Linked DNA regions of Anser cygnoides: all the other regions are linked to region 4. The links are chromatin contacts, called in public Hi-C maps. All regions are on one chromosome and are shown on one strand. Each heading gives the region's core, a stretch centred on a gene start, on an enhancer-like site or on the middle of the called end of the contact. The rest is flanking DNA. Distances are from core to core; before and after follow the strand shown.

What was found. A called contact is a pair of places that touch in the nucleus more often than the background predicts.
Region 1: a contact with region 4 is called in a Hi-C map of liver, with 2.0 times the contacts expected there. The contact joins two enhancer-like sites. A contact is called at or near these places in 2 of 7 Hi-C or Micro-C datasets (both in liver).
Region 2: a contact with region 4 is called in a Hi-C map of liver, with 6 times the contacts expected there. The contact joins the promoter of SLC5A3 here to the enhancer-like site in region 4. A contact is called at or near these places in 3 of 7 Hi-C or Micro-C datasets (granulosa cells and liver).
Region 3: a Hi-C map of granulosa cells shows a contact between it and region 4, with 2.3 times the contacts expected there. The contact joins two enhancer-like sites. A contact is called at or near these places in 3 of 7 Hi-C or Micro-C datasets (granulosa cells and liver).

What each region holds. Positions count from the first base shown.
Region 1 is chr1:113,671,101-113,674,169 of Taihu_goose_T2T_genome, forward strand. It overlaps LOC106043402 (a long non-coding RNA gene), which reads left to right. Exons shown (of 7, transcript XR_010825360.1): 6 at 1,085-1,327. Among named protein-coding and RNA genes, the nearest start is that of ATP5PO, 22 kb to the left of the region's middle. Within about 2 kb of position 1,576, at least 2 of the 3 cell types and tissues checked have open chromatin away from gene starts, as enhancers often do. A contact at or near this core is called in liver, where this site is marked.
Region 2 is chr1:113,710,053-113,712,975 of Taihu_goose_T2T_genome, forward strand. It overlaps SLC5A3 (solute carrier family 5 member 3), which reads left to right and starts at 1,489. Exons shown (of 2, transcript XM_066978403.1): 1 at 1,489-1,690. It overlaps MRPS6 (mitochondrial ribosomal protein S6), which reads left to right and starts at 1,501. Exons shown (of 3, transcript XM_066978437.1): 1 at 1,501-1,690. The coding sequence starts at 1,646.
Region 3 is chr1:113,753,285-113,756,299 of Taihu_goose_T2T_genome, forward strand. The region is part of intron 2 of MRPS6 (mitochondrial ribosomal protein S6); the gene reads left to right. Among named protein-coding and RNA genes, the nearest start is that of MRPS6, 43 kb to the left of the region's middle. Within about 2 kb of position 1,272, at least 1 of the 3 cell types and tissues checked has open chromatin away from gene starts, as enhancers often do.
Region 4 is chr1:113,887,142-113,890,134 of Taihu_goose_T2T_genome, forward strand. No RefSeq gene overlaps it. Among named protein-coding and RNA genes, the nearest start is that of KCNE2, 17 kb to the right of the region's middle. Within about 2 kb of position 1,595, at least 3 of the 3 cell types and tissues checked have open chromatin away from gene starts, as enhancers often do. A contact at or near this core is called in liver, where this site is marked.

The DNA.
Region 1 (3,069 bases), core at 326-2,825, 220 kb before region 4:
CGACTGAGACAAATGTAAAATTCCTAAAGAAATTGTGCAATTTAAGCTAGAGTTGCACTGAAACTCTCAGCCCTCCCGAAATGTTTGGGCAGTCTTCTTTGTTACTTTTCATGGGGCACCGGTGCAGAATGGCTGGAGAAGCAGTCAGCGTGACACGAGGTGTGTTGACACTGATTTCACAATGTATCCTTTATCATTAAGGTGCTGTGCTTTTGGCTGCTCCTGAGGCTAGGAGAGAGCTGGAAGGAGCAGCATGATCCTGGCAATCCCTGTCCGTTCACCCTGTTCCCTCCTGGAGCCCATCTGCAGCAGCCTCTGTGGAGGGACAGATCGTGCTATATGTGCCACCCGGACAGACGGACCCTGAGGGGACAGCAGGAGAGTTTGGGGGCTCTGAGGGTGCCAGCAGCCTGGGAACTGGGCTGTGGTGGTCCTTGCTATGCCACGTGCCAGCAGGCTGGCCTGCTTTTCTTCCCCACGCGTGCCTCCCACAGACATGCATTTGAGGGGCTCCTCTCATGCCAAAGTGGTTTTATTTAGGGGAAATTACCCTGGCAGGCGCATACCCCTATCTGTCTGTTTACATTTTGAAGCTTCTGGGGCTGCATCCAAAGTTCACTGAAATCAGTGGGAGCCTTTCCACTTATTCTGATGAGCTCTGGTCAGGCTGGGTATCGACACAGAAAGGAGGCACACGCTCGTTTTGCCAGCATCCCACTCCTTTCCTCCCCGCGTCCTGTGCCCTGGAGTCTCGTCTGCCTCCTCCTCTCCGCATTGACACCATCACCGCATAAAACAGGTTTAACAAAGATTTGTGTTATCAGTGACACTTAGAGCTTCCAGAAATCAGGAGGCTTTGTAATCACGGTCACAGGATTTGTAATCCTCCTGTGCCAGGACTGATTATACAGGTAATGGGGTGCTGTAGAAAATGTTATCGCTACCTATTCAGAGTGCTAATCCACTGACTAGAAAATTAATGATCGCATTACGTTTGCACGTATTTCTGTCTGTCTAAGGCATGGGAATATCTTGTTTTCCTTATTGGATTTACTGGCTTGGTTTATGTCCTCGTTCCCCACAGGAAACGCAGCCACCCCCCTTCCACAGCCACTCGCAGAGCAGCCAAGGTGGACATGGAGATGTGGGCGGCCTGTGGCTGGCCGTGGACCTGAGTGTGTGTCATCAGGCACCAGGCTAGAGCACAGAGGGAACATCCCATCATTTCAAACAAAAAAAAGTTTTTTTTTTTTAAATGAAAGGCCAAATCGGCAACATCTTGCAACACAAATGGCTGAAGTAATCATTACCAAGCAAACAAACAGAGGTAGGAAAGGGGCAGGGAGAAGAATCTATGAGTTTTAACATTTTTTTCATGTTTTGAGCTCTTGTAGCTGAATCCAAGCCATACTTTCAGGTGATGCTGGAGCAACCGAGTGGCTTACATGTGGGGACCGGTGAGATTAACAGTGCTTCTCGTTGTTCACCCTTGTGATTCCTCCACTCTAGTAGCCCTGGCAAACATTTTGCAGTGTTGTGTGTCCTGTTTATAAGTGTTGGTAAGGGATGGTGATGTTTATGCCATGGAAACAGGACTTTTATCTCCCTCGGATGAGCATTTAGAGGAAAATTTCCCTGGAAAACGAGGTTTGCTACCCTTTCCCATCCTTTCTGCTTCCCAGGGACACGGGGCCCGCAGCCTCTGCTGGGAGCTGGCCCCTCTGCCTTGCATGGTGAGTGTTGGAGCAGGGGCCCCGGCCGGCTCCTGGGCCAGCAGAGGGGTGCACGGCCACCCCCCGCCAGCTCCTGGCACGGGAGCGGAGCCAAGGGGAGCTGGCAGGGAGGAACCAGCATGTGTTGCAACCGGTTCCTCTCGGCTGACATCAGGGCCCCCGGGGGGCTGCCTGCAAGCCAGCACAGCTTAAGCAGCCCTGGCACGGGTTATGAGGCACGAAAGTGGCTTGGAGCCACCTTTGTTCCTCCCCTGCTAGCCCCTCCGCTGTGCCCAGGAGCGGAGGATGTCAGGGAGCCGGGATGGAGGCAGCTACCGGCCAGGATCCCGTGGGGAAGCGAGAGATGTTTTAGTCAGCAATCGTTTTGATCGGCTCTGCAATGTTTTAATCGCGTCCTCCTTACAAGGAGTTGCAAAGACTAATGGCCTACGCAGTATGATACCAAGGAAAGGATTTTGTTTAACATAGTGGGGAGTGTATAAAGTAGCAGACGAGAGCTTTGGAAAGATTGGATTAAATTCAACAGATCTGGAGGAACTCTGTGTGTATGTCTGTAAATCCTGGGGTCCTTAGCTTTGTCTTGGGCTCAGCACCAGCCGACCGAGGGCTGCAGCAAACTAGATTATCCCGATCTTATGCTGTCAGTTTTTATGCTAAGAGCAGCTTATTTCTAATCATTTCTAAATGTTATTTAAAAGACTATATTCATAAAGATCACATGTATTCAAAAGGTTCTACTCTGCAATAATCTTCATGCCATGCTTTAGTCCTGGAAACAGCAGTAGCTTTCTGGAGTTAGTAATCTCAGTCCTGTGGTTGCTCCTGTGTCCCCTTTGGAGTTTATTTGCTCACATTAAGATAAGCAGGTATGCAGGAATGGACATAATGGAGTGAATGTAAAGGGTTAATTAGATCCTCCCTACCACCGGGATATAAAAATGCAAAAAATAGACTTTAGAATGAAAGAGGAAATTGGTTTTCCTAATTTCAAGCAAGAGGTAGCAACTTACCGCAGATCGTTGCTTAAAAAAACTTGGTAAGTTAACTCAGTCAATGAAGTGGTGACGTTTCTCAACAGTCCGTAGCATTGCCTCAGACAAACATTTATGTTTTTCATAAGCAGCTACATTAAACTTTTAACCAATGTTTGGCAGATGCTTTTATGTTTCTAAGCATTTCATTAAAGTTTCAGCATATGTGTTGTATCTGAAAAAGCAGTTTTTGCTACATGTGTCAGTGCCCCCAGAAGCGTTTTCTGCAGGTAGGAGTAATGGCTGGGAGAAGGCTATATGGTCTTGTGTAGGACTGCATATGCCAAGTGGGAACATGAGATGGT
Region 2 (2,923 bases), core at 239-2,738, 180 kb before region 4:
ACTATGTCATCACTGTGCAAACAGAGCAAAAGCAAGCAATGCCGAGTTGATGGTAATTTATTTTTTTTTTGGGTAGAGACGGCAGGGATGGGCAGCTGAGGCCTCTCTGACTGGGGTGGGGCTGTAGGCAGGTAGTCTGAGTTTGTGAAAGTACACCTCAATTAAGAGTGAGGTATGAATTCCCCTTCTGGTTTAAGAGGAGGTTAAAGATGTACGTAAATGATGAGGAAGAGGTTCGGCACTGTTGAAAAAAAGAGCAGGGGGCATGGGATTTCCAGCATATTTTGGAGAGAATATGGACTTGGTGTACGAGGGTATGCAGCAAGAAGTTGGGGTGCTGGGATCCTAGTTATCTCATTTAAGTTTTTTAGTCTGGAGATCTGCCTTCTTTCCTGCATCCTCCTCACCTTGAGCCATGGCTGTGAGGAGAGGTGACATGTGCCACCTTGTGAGCATAGGCAGGGCCAGGCCAAGAGGGCTTCAAAACCCAGGGCAGAAACTCAGCACAAGGTCTCTCTTTAGAGCCAGCTCTGTGCTGTATTTCTGGGATGTTCTTAAGTGCATGTGTGGGATTAGGTGGTACCCTTGAGGCATGTTTCTATGCTGTAGAGAACAGAAATCTTTCTCAAGCCAGCCTGACCATGCCGTGAGGCTCTTCCAACGTGCCTCTTCTGGGGCTGTGGGTGTTTGTTGACTGGCAGCAAGGTCAGGGCTGGAAGCTGGTGTCTGGCAACCCTTCATTGGGGTCACCTCCATCGGCCATGCTATTTTACCTCAGCCTTGCTGTCCCTCAGGCACCTACGCACAACCCACAGCAGGCCATGTGCTGCATCGAGAAAAAAGAAAAAAAAAAGACAAAAAAAGAAGCTAACATTCATGGGGAGTGACCCCAACTCTGTGGGCATGAGGACACCTCAACTCAAGGGCAGGGACTTTCCCGTGAGGAGCACCGCGGCCACGCCGCCGATGTCAGAAGGTTCTGGAAGGGCACCTGGCGGACCCACCCGCGGGCACCCCTCGCCGTGCCCCCACCCGCGAGCGTGGGGCCGTGGCCGCAGCCGCCGGGCCGTGGGCTGCGAGGCATGGCCGTGTGGTCCCGGGTGCCGAGAGGGGGGAGAAGGGGGCGGTCACAGTGGAAATTTCCACTCCCTGCAGCACCAGCAGCGGCGGCGAGGAGGAAGGCGGGCGCAAGCCCGGAGCCGCCGCAGGGGGGAGGCGCGGCTCGGGGGCCCCCCTTCGCCGGCGTCCCCCCGCGTCCCTCCGCCCCGCTGGGGGCCGGGGCAGCCCCCGGGCAGGAGGAGGAAAGGGAGGAGGCGGGCGGGAGGCAGCTGCCCCCCGGGCGGGCGTGTGCGGGACCGCGGCGGCGGCGGAGGCGGCGCCATCGGCGGGCAGGGGGCGGCGCGGTGGAGCCTGCGCAGCTGCCGGCGCCCTTTAAGCCGCGCCGCCCGCCCGCCCGCCCCGGTGTCTGTGCAGCCTGGGAGCCGCGCGGGCAGGAGCCGCCGCTGGGGACGCGCCTTCCTCTTCCTCCTCCTCCTCCTCCTCATCTTTCCCCCCTTCTCCGGCACTGCCGCCCCCTTCCTCCCCGCTCACCCTCCGCATCCCTGCTCCTCCTCCTCCTCCTCCCGCCACCGCCGCCAGCCCTGCGATGCCCCGCTATGAACTGGCTTTGATCCTGAAAGCCATGCAACGGGTGAGTGAGGGAGGGGAGGCGGGAGGGAGGGAGCCAGCGGCGCCCGGCGGCCCCCCGGCACCTTACGGCCCCCCGGGGGGCTCCTCGCGTCCCCCCCTTGTCGCCCTGCCCCGGACCCTTCCCCCGGGGCGCCCCCCCGGCCCTTCTCCTCCCCCCGTGTTTTGAAGCGGAGTTGCGCAGCGTGCCTCAGCCTCCCGCGTGCGCCTCTCTCTGCCCTCTCTCCCCCTTTTTTATCTTTTTTTATTTTTCTCTTATTTCCCCCCAAAAGAGTTGGTAGCCGTGCACCCAGCAGCATAGCCCCCTCAGGTCTCAAGCCCGAGCACTAGGGTCTTAACCCCCTGTACCCCCCCCATACCCCTCCCCAGCCCCATTGACCCTCGCCCACCCCTCAGCCTCCCCCTTGGGGTGCCATGGGTGCCATGGGGTGCCATGGGGTGCTGTAGGGTGCCCGGCTGGTGGCCTCCCCAGCGGGCCTGGCCTCGCCTCAGCAGAGGCAACACTGCGGGCATCCCCTTGGTGTGGGCAGGAGGCTGCCAGCCCCGTGCCCCTTTGGCCCTTGGAAGCCTCAAGACATCATTTTTTAAAATAATTGTTATTATTTTTTTTTTTTTTAGCGTAGTTAGCTTATTTAGCGTGCTTATTTTCCGTTGGTAACACCAGTTGAGCCCCGCTGATAGGGCCGGCCGTATCGCCCCTCCGAAGGGCTGCTGGCCGCCGCTGCCTTTGGCGACGCGGCGATAAGCCGGGGTGCGAGGGAGCGGGGTGACGCGATGCTCTTCCTCGGGCAGGAGCTGGGCCAGGGGTGTGCGTGTGGATCTGAGGGTAAATATTAATAAAATGGAAGCATCTCTGTCTAGGTAGGACCCTTTTTTTTTTTGTTTGTTTGTTTTTTGGAAAACAATAGCTGGTGCTGGTCCTTCGCCAGTCCTTCTGCAGCCTTTTGTTTATCTGCCACCTTCCCGCTTAATACGCGGTGCTGGTGTGGAAATGTAGCAGCACTTCTGCTAGCCTGCAGCCCTTCTGATCTCACCCGGTGTGAACACATTTGCTCCTGCGTTTAACCTTTGTTTACATGAACACCTCTATCCGCAGTAGCATATCAGGAAGCTAAATAGCGTTGCTCTGTTTCTTCCGTAGTTATGGGAGCACGTCTTCATGCCTTACGTGTGCTACATATACTAGTACATTTCCATTCATTTTACATGTAGCATCCACATGTCAGGGTTGGCTTTT
Region 3 (3,015 bases), core at 22-2,521, 130 kb before region 4:
CTGGACAGTTTCTTGTTTCCTTCTGGGATGCTTTAGTTGTATGTTTTCTTGCCTTTGTATCTTCCACTCTCCTACTGGGGAAGCTTACTTAGACTTTGTGTTGCTGCATAAAGGAAAAATTTAAAGGAAAGATAGCTAATTGAGTTTGAGCTTATCATCTTTGAGCATACAGACGTTTTCTGGGCACAACAATGGCACCACACAGCCTCTTCCAAGTCCACTGTAAGTGTGCTTTTTCCCTCTGTTCCTCAGGTACATTGAACATAGCCTCCGAGTCCATGTTCCAGGAGGATTTAAAAGTGAGTTTTGATCCAGGTGCCTTTCAGGGTTCTGTGAAGTCACAGACTGTCCATGTGAAAGCAAAATATACAAGCATCCATAGGACTTCAGGACTCAAATTCAAACAATTTCTGGCTTGGATATATTAAAAAGGATACATGAAACCAGGCATTTTTTTCATACACAAAGGCATGCCCTTCTTTTTCTGAAATCCTATGATTTTTCTCTTTTTTTTTCAATTAACACATTGTTTCAGTACATTTCAGTGGTTAGTCTGCTCTCCTGTATTTAAATCATCCTTCTATTTACAGTGGAGCATGATGACAAAAATAACTGTGGTCTCATAGTGAATCAGTGGAATTTTCCTGCATTTCTCCCCTGATGACTCGCCTGACTCCTAGACAGCCTGAATGCTTCTGCATTTTTGTTCGCAGGAATGAGGTAGTTTCCCTCCTGCATTCCTGTATTTTTCCCGTCTTTAAGTCTCGCTGGGATTTGCTTTTGTTTACTACGCAAACAGTAGCGGCAGCGTGGTGGTGTATCAGGTCAGAGATGGCTGGCTGAAATTAAGGTTACTGCATGCTTTATGGAGAGTGGGTTTAAAAAAAGCCCACAACCTGATGGCAGCTAATTTAAATGCATGTGTTTGGAGGGAAGGTGCTCTAGATCTCCTCAGGAATTGCATTGTCAATTGCATTTGGTTGTTTTGCTTGCAGCAGTCAGTTTCTTCTCTTTCTTTAATGAAAGAATAATATTTTTTTTATGCTGGCCCTCTTTTCCTTCCCTCTTTTTTTTGGCACAGGGAGGCAAGCATTGCTTGTTACGCTGAGGAATGGGTGTTGTTTTAAGAAATGGCATTGTCACCAGTGACTGCAGTTTTGTACCCTCAGATAAAATACCTATTCTGCGAGGAGTCATATAAAGATACGCTGCAACAGCTCATCCTCCCTTCCCCCACTTCTCCTTCAGTTATCAACAGTGCGTCAGTGGAAATTTCCACCCTTTGCTAATGTGAGAGAAAGCACAAAGTTGCAAAGCAGTCTTTTGAGAGGGGGAAAAAAAAATATATTGCCGTTTTAGGAACACAATGAAAAGCAGCATATGACTTGAAAGCAGAAATGAAATGAAATTCTGGAGAAGTGGGAATAAAAAGAGACAGCAAAGAGCACGGGCTGCAATCTGAACGAATGCTCTTGTGAACCAACTGCTCGGGGAAGGGGGCAGGAGAGTGGTGGTGTATCATCAGCTCAAATTTCTCCCCCCATCATCCCTTTTATTAGCTTCAACTGATTGAGAATTTGGAAGGGTTCTTGCAAAGGAGAGGATTTAAGTGGCATCTGTTAAATTTACCAGTAGCTTTTTAATGGCTTTAACAGAAGATGCGACTTTCCCTTTTCAAGGGGTATGCATCCTTCAGAAGTTGCTATGCCACAGTTTTACTGAATTGTCCAAGATTAAAGCTTGTTTCTCTCCCTAAACTTTTAACCAGGTGACATCTCCTGTTTTCTGGTCTCTAGAAAAATAACAGGCAGCTCAGCTTTCCAAATAAGTTAAGCTGAATCCTGCTCCATGTGTGAGGATTTGCAAGGGGGACCAAGCCCACCATATTTCCTCCAAATCCTTGTTAAGGTGAGCTTTTTCTGCGTCTCGTAGCAGCCCTCCCTGCTGCAGTCAGAGGAGCAGCACCTTAGTTGGTGTGAACTGGCACTGCTCCCTCGGCTTCTGCGATGCTCGGACGCAGCCCGCGCCAGCCGGGCACCTCTTCTGGAGGACTGGTTCCTTCCAGGCAGGCTGCAGGGACATTTCTTGCCGTCGGGCCCCTCACATGTGAGAACTCGGTGCTTCAATCTGCTTTTTCTGAAAAGGACTTCAGACCTGAATTGTGGCTATTAATATACATGCCTGCGTAAGAGGTTCGGGATTACGATGTCTGGCTGAAGGGAAGCTTCTTTGCAGCGTTTTCCACGTGTGGATTCCACCCCTGTGCAGCAATCCAGCACGCGATGCTTAAATCATTCCTGACCTGGTGGGTCTTCTCTGTGTGTAGTATATCTTGGTGTTACTTGTGCAGCACATCTAGTTGGGTGAAAAAGAGCTCCATGTGGGATAAGCAGTGTGAAAAACATGAATCTGTCCGTTGTTGGTGACACCACCTCCTCTATTTCCTCTTCAGCTTCTTGGCTTGGGGAATTAATCCTCAAAGATTGCCTTTACCAAGGGGGACTGCACGGTGTGATGTTTGCCCTACAGTTGCCTTTATAAGAATCTGTACCTCCAACAGGATAAAGTCCCGCTAGGTACAGTTTTTAAAGGAAACTGTGATGCTCGATCCTGCTTGGGTTTAAGTGATATAGGAATGGGGTCCTTGGCAAATGTGTAGTATGATTTCCTTTAGAGGATATCACTTTCAGGTTATACTGATGCTTCACGGGGAGGTGTGTTTGCGTGGACTAGAAGGAAAGGAAAGCTTTAACAGGAGGATGCATAAAAATTAAAATGAAATAGCTGAGTGGTGAGTTTTGTCCTGCACACCTAGCCTTCAAATTATTGTTAGTCTTGGAAACAAGGTGGATGGTTAGATTTCTTTCATGAGATTTCTGAGGCAGTTGTGGTGTCTTTTTACGATAGTATAGTTAGTGCCATGCCAAACACAGACTGACTTACTATAAAGTGATCTTGGTGACATAAGATACTAATGGGGAGCAGCGTTCTCCTTTCTGTACGCAGGGGTAGTTT
Region 4 (2,993 bases), core at 345-2,844:
CCGTGTTTTGCTGTGCCTTTAAGCTGAAGGCCTATGCAGGAATGGAGAGAGTGAACATTTGTGTTTGGATCTGATCCTAGGAGTTTATCCTCTGGCTTTCCACTTTTGCAGCTCTGGGGCTGTGTCCCATGGCGTTCCATCGGGCTCTTCCTCCATGATCCATCAACATACAATTACATTGATCAAAACCAGACTCACTGGTTCCCTTCTTTTGCTGCTTAGGTTGTATCTTGGAGGGGTCATCCTGGGGAATAGGGGAACTCCCAGCAGGTTTTTCTGGAGCATCAAAGATGGCAGCATCATTGGATGACTGCTTAGCAGAAGAATCCTTGATGCTAAATGGACTGATGGAAGAGCTGGTGGTGTGACCTCAATAGGTGGAGGCATGGCATGAGTGCCTTGCTGAGATATGGCTGGTTGTCTGGCCCTGGATATTGCTGCCCAGAAATGATGACCTGAGCCACAGAGTGACTATCGCTGGCTGGTGGTGTACCTGTAGTGAGATGAGGCCCACTGTCACAGGGATGTGCTGACATGCCACTCTGAGAGCTGTGCGTTTTACTTCAAATCTGCTGCAACCTGCTGGTGGGTGAGCAGTTATCTTCCCCTCATCTAAGGGCTTTCCTGTCTGTGGGCTTCCTGAACATCTTTGTAATCAAGGCAGAAGTATCTTTCCCTATGGAAAATTGTTGCTCTTGCTCTTGGCTTTGAAGGTGTCCTTCAACTTGTTCTCTTTTGCCCGTCACTGCTCTCGAATTTGCCTTTCTCCCAGTGAACAGTCTGGCCAGGGATCTCTGTGTACCTGGCAGCTGTTGATGGTTCTCACCGTGAAACCATGGTCCTACACGTACTTCTTCCCCCTTTTCTCCCCACCCCTTTCCCCATTTTAGCAAGATGATACGGGCCTCATCTGACCCTAGTGTTCACACCCTTGCATATCAGGTGGGTGGGAGGCCTGGCTGCAGATGAGAGGATCCCATGTCCTCCCTGAATTGCTCAACTTTTGAAGAGTCATGCTGTGTTCGAAAGGGCAAGGGAAGGAGGTAAGGTGTCACGACCCACCTTGCTCTGCCCTTTCAGATACACGATGGTCAACTCTGGCGTTCCAGAGTTTGGGAAAACAAAACCCCACATTGTCTCCTTATCGCACAGGCTTGGGAGTGTGGCCCAGCACGGCAATACTAGACAGCCAGGAGCCTAATCTGGTTCAGGTCTGCTGCGTGCCTGCTGTGTGGTCTTGGCCATCGGCTCGCTTTTCCATCTGTGAAATGGGGCTAGTGGTGCTTACCTTTGTTTTCAGGACGTTTCAGATCTCAGCACGAAATGTTTTATGCAAATGAGGAGGGTTTCTGGTGCTATTTCTTAGTAATGAGCAGCAGACCTTGAATTTTGACCTTTACATGTTGCTGTTTTTTTATGTACTCGCCTCACCGGGCCTGGACTGAGTGGACTGGTAGCAATTGAAGGTCAGAACTGTTTTCCTGCCAGCTCTAACCATATAAGTAGGGGTTACAGCAGCGCTGGAGGGGGGTGTATTTATGGGCATGCAGATGAGCTACCACTTGGAAGCCTTTCTGCGGGTGGATGGAGGGATGGAAGTGCAGCTCTGTGGGGACACGGTGTGGTCACTCCCGAAAACGGCACCTGACGTGCATGAGCTCAGCCTCTGGCTTTCTCCTTTGCTGTCTGGATATAGTCAGAGTGCAAGAGTGTAGGTGAATCTGTGGCTTACCAAAGGCGAGTAGATAGAAGTGCCAACTCGTGGGGTTACCCAGCCGTCGGCTCCAGCCTTTTGGGTGGCCAAACTTTGACGCTGACCAGGTTGCAAACAGGAAGAATATCGAAGCAGTTTTCTGCACTTTGATTCCTGATAACTTTGCCCTCGGTCTTCTCAGCCAGACTCAGAGGAAAGGCTAAGTTCATTTCAGCCAGCATAAGGCATGTATCCTTCTGCCTGGCTCCATTTGTAAATGGTACCGGATTCATCTCGGGGTTTGCCTGCACAGTAATCCCACGTGTGCAAGTGTCTCTCTGTGAGCACTAACCTAACTGGCAGAGTTATTCCCATAAAAGTTGGCCTCTTCCATACACTTCAGTGTCCTCGGCGTGCTTACAGCTACATCTACGCTTCCACGGGAACTTCTGCAGCCTCCCCTAGATTCAGGCCCCATCTTCAGTAGATCACTCATACATAATACATACCTCAAACCTGAAGGTGAGCAACCGATCCCTCACTCCCTATGGTTTATCATCTAGCCAGAGGGATGCTCATATGGTTACTGTGTCAGCAAATAATTCTTCATTAACTCCAGTGGGCCAAGCCCAGACCTATCCTTATCTACTGTGGGTGCCACTGTCTGGATTTCTGAATCAGAGCAAGTCCTGAGGAGGCACATGGTTTTGATGACCATGGGCTAACCTCTCTTTGTACTTGTTCATATGTGCACCCAGGAGCTCCCGTCAACCCCCTTGCAGTAGCTGGCAGTAGCAGCATAGGGAAAATGCCACGCTGGAGCATGCAGTGCTCTCCAGAACACAGCAGCAGTATTGTGTTAGCACCCCCTCTGTGGACTGGGTCCATCACCATGGCAGCTGGCTGAAGAAACAGCAAAAAAAAAAAAACAAGGAAATCACCAACTTGTTGAAACTTAAGGGCTTTAGGTTTGGATGAGATTTTGACAGACCCATCTCACAGCTCCTCAGTGGCCCAGGCATCATGCAGACTGCACCTGTGCTTCCTCCTCCCCCTTCCTGCACACCAACCTGAGCCTCCGTTCCCTTTCCGAGAGGAAGATGAACTGTTAGAGTTCTGTCTGGGGTGGAAGGCAACTGTATTTAATAATAATAATAATAATAATAATAATACTCTGTGAAAGGGGATTTCTGTGTTCTGCCTACTTGTCATTGTGATGCTGTACAGGCTGTGATTCTAGACCCTATTTTGCATATGCATTTGAGATCATTTCCATGATTACAGTTGATGATACCATAAA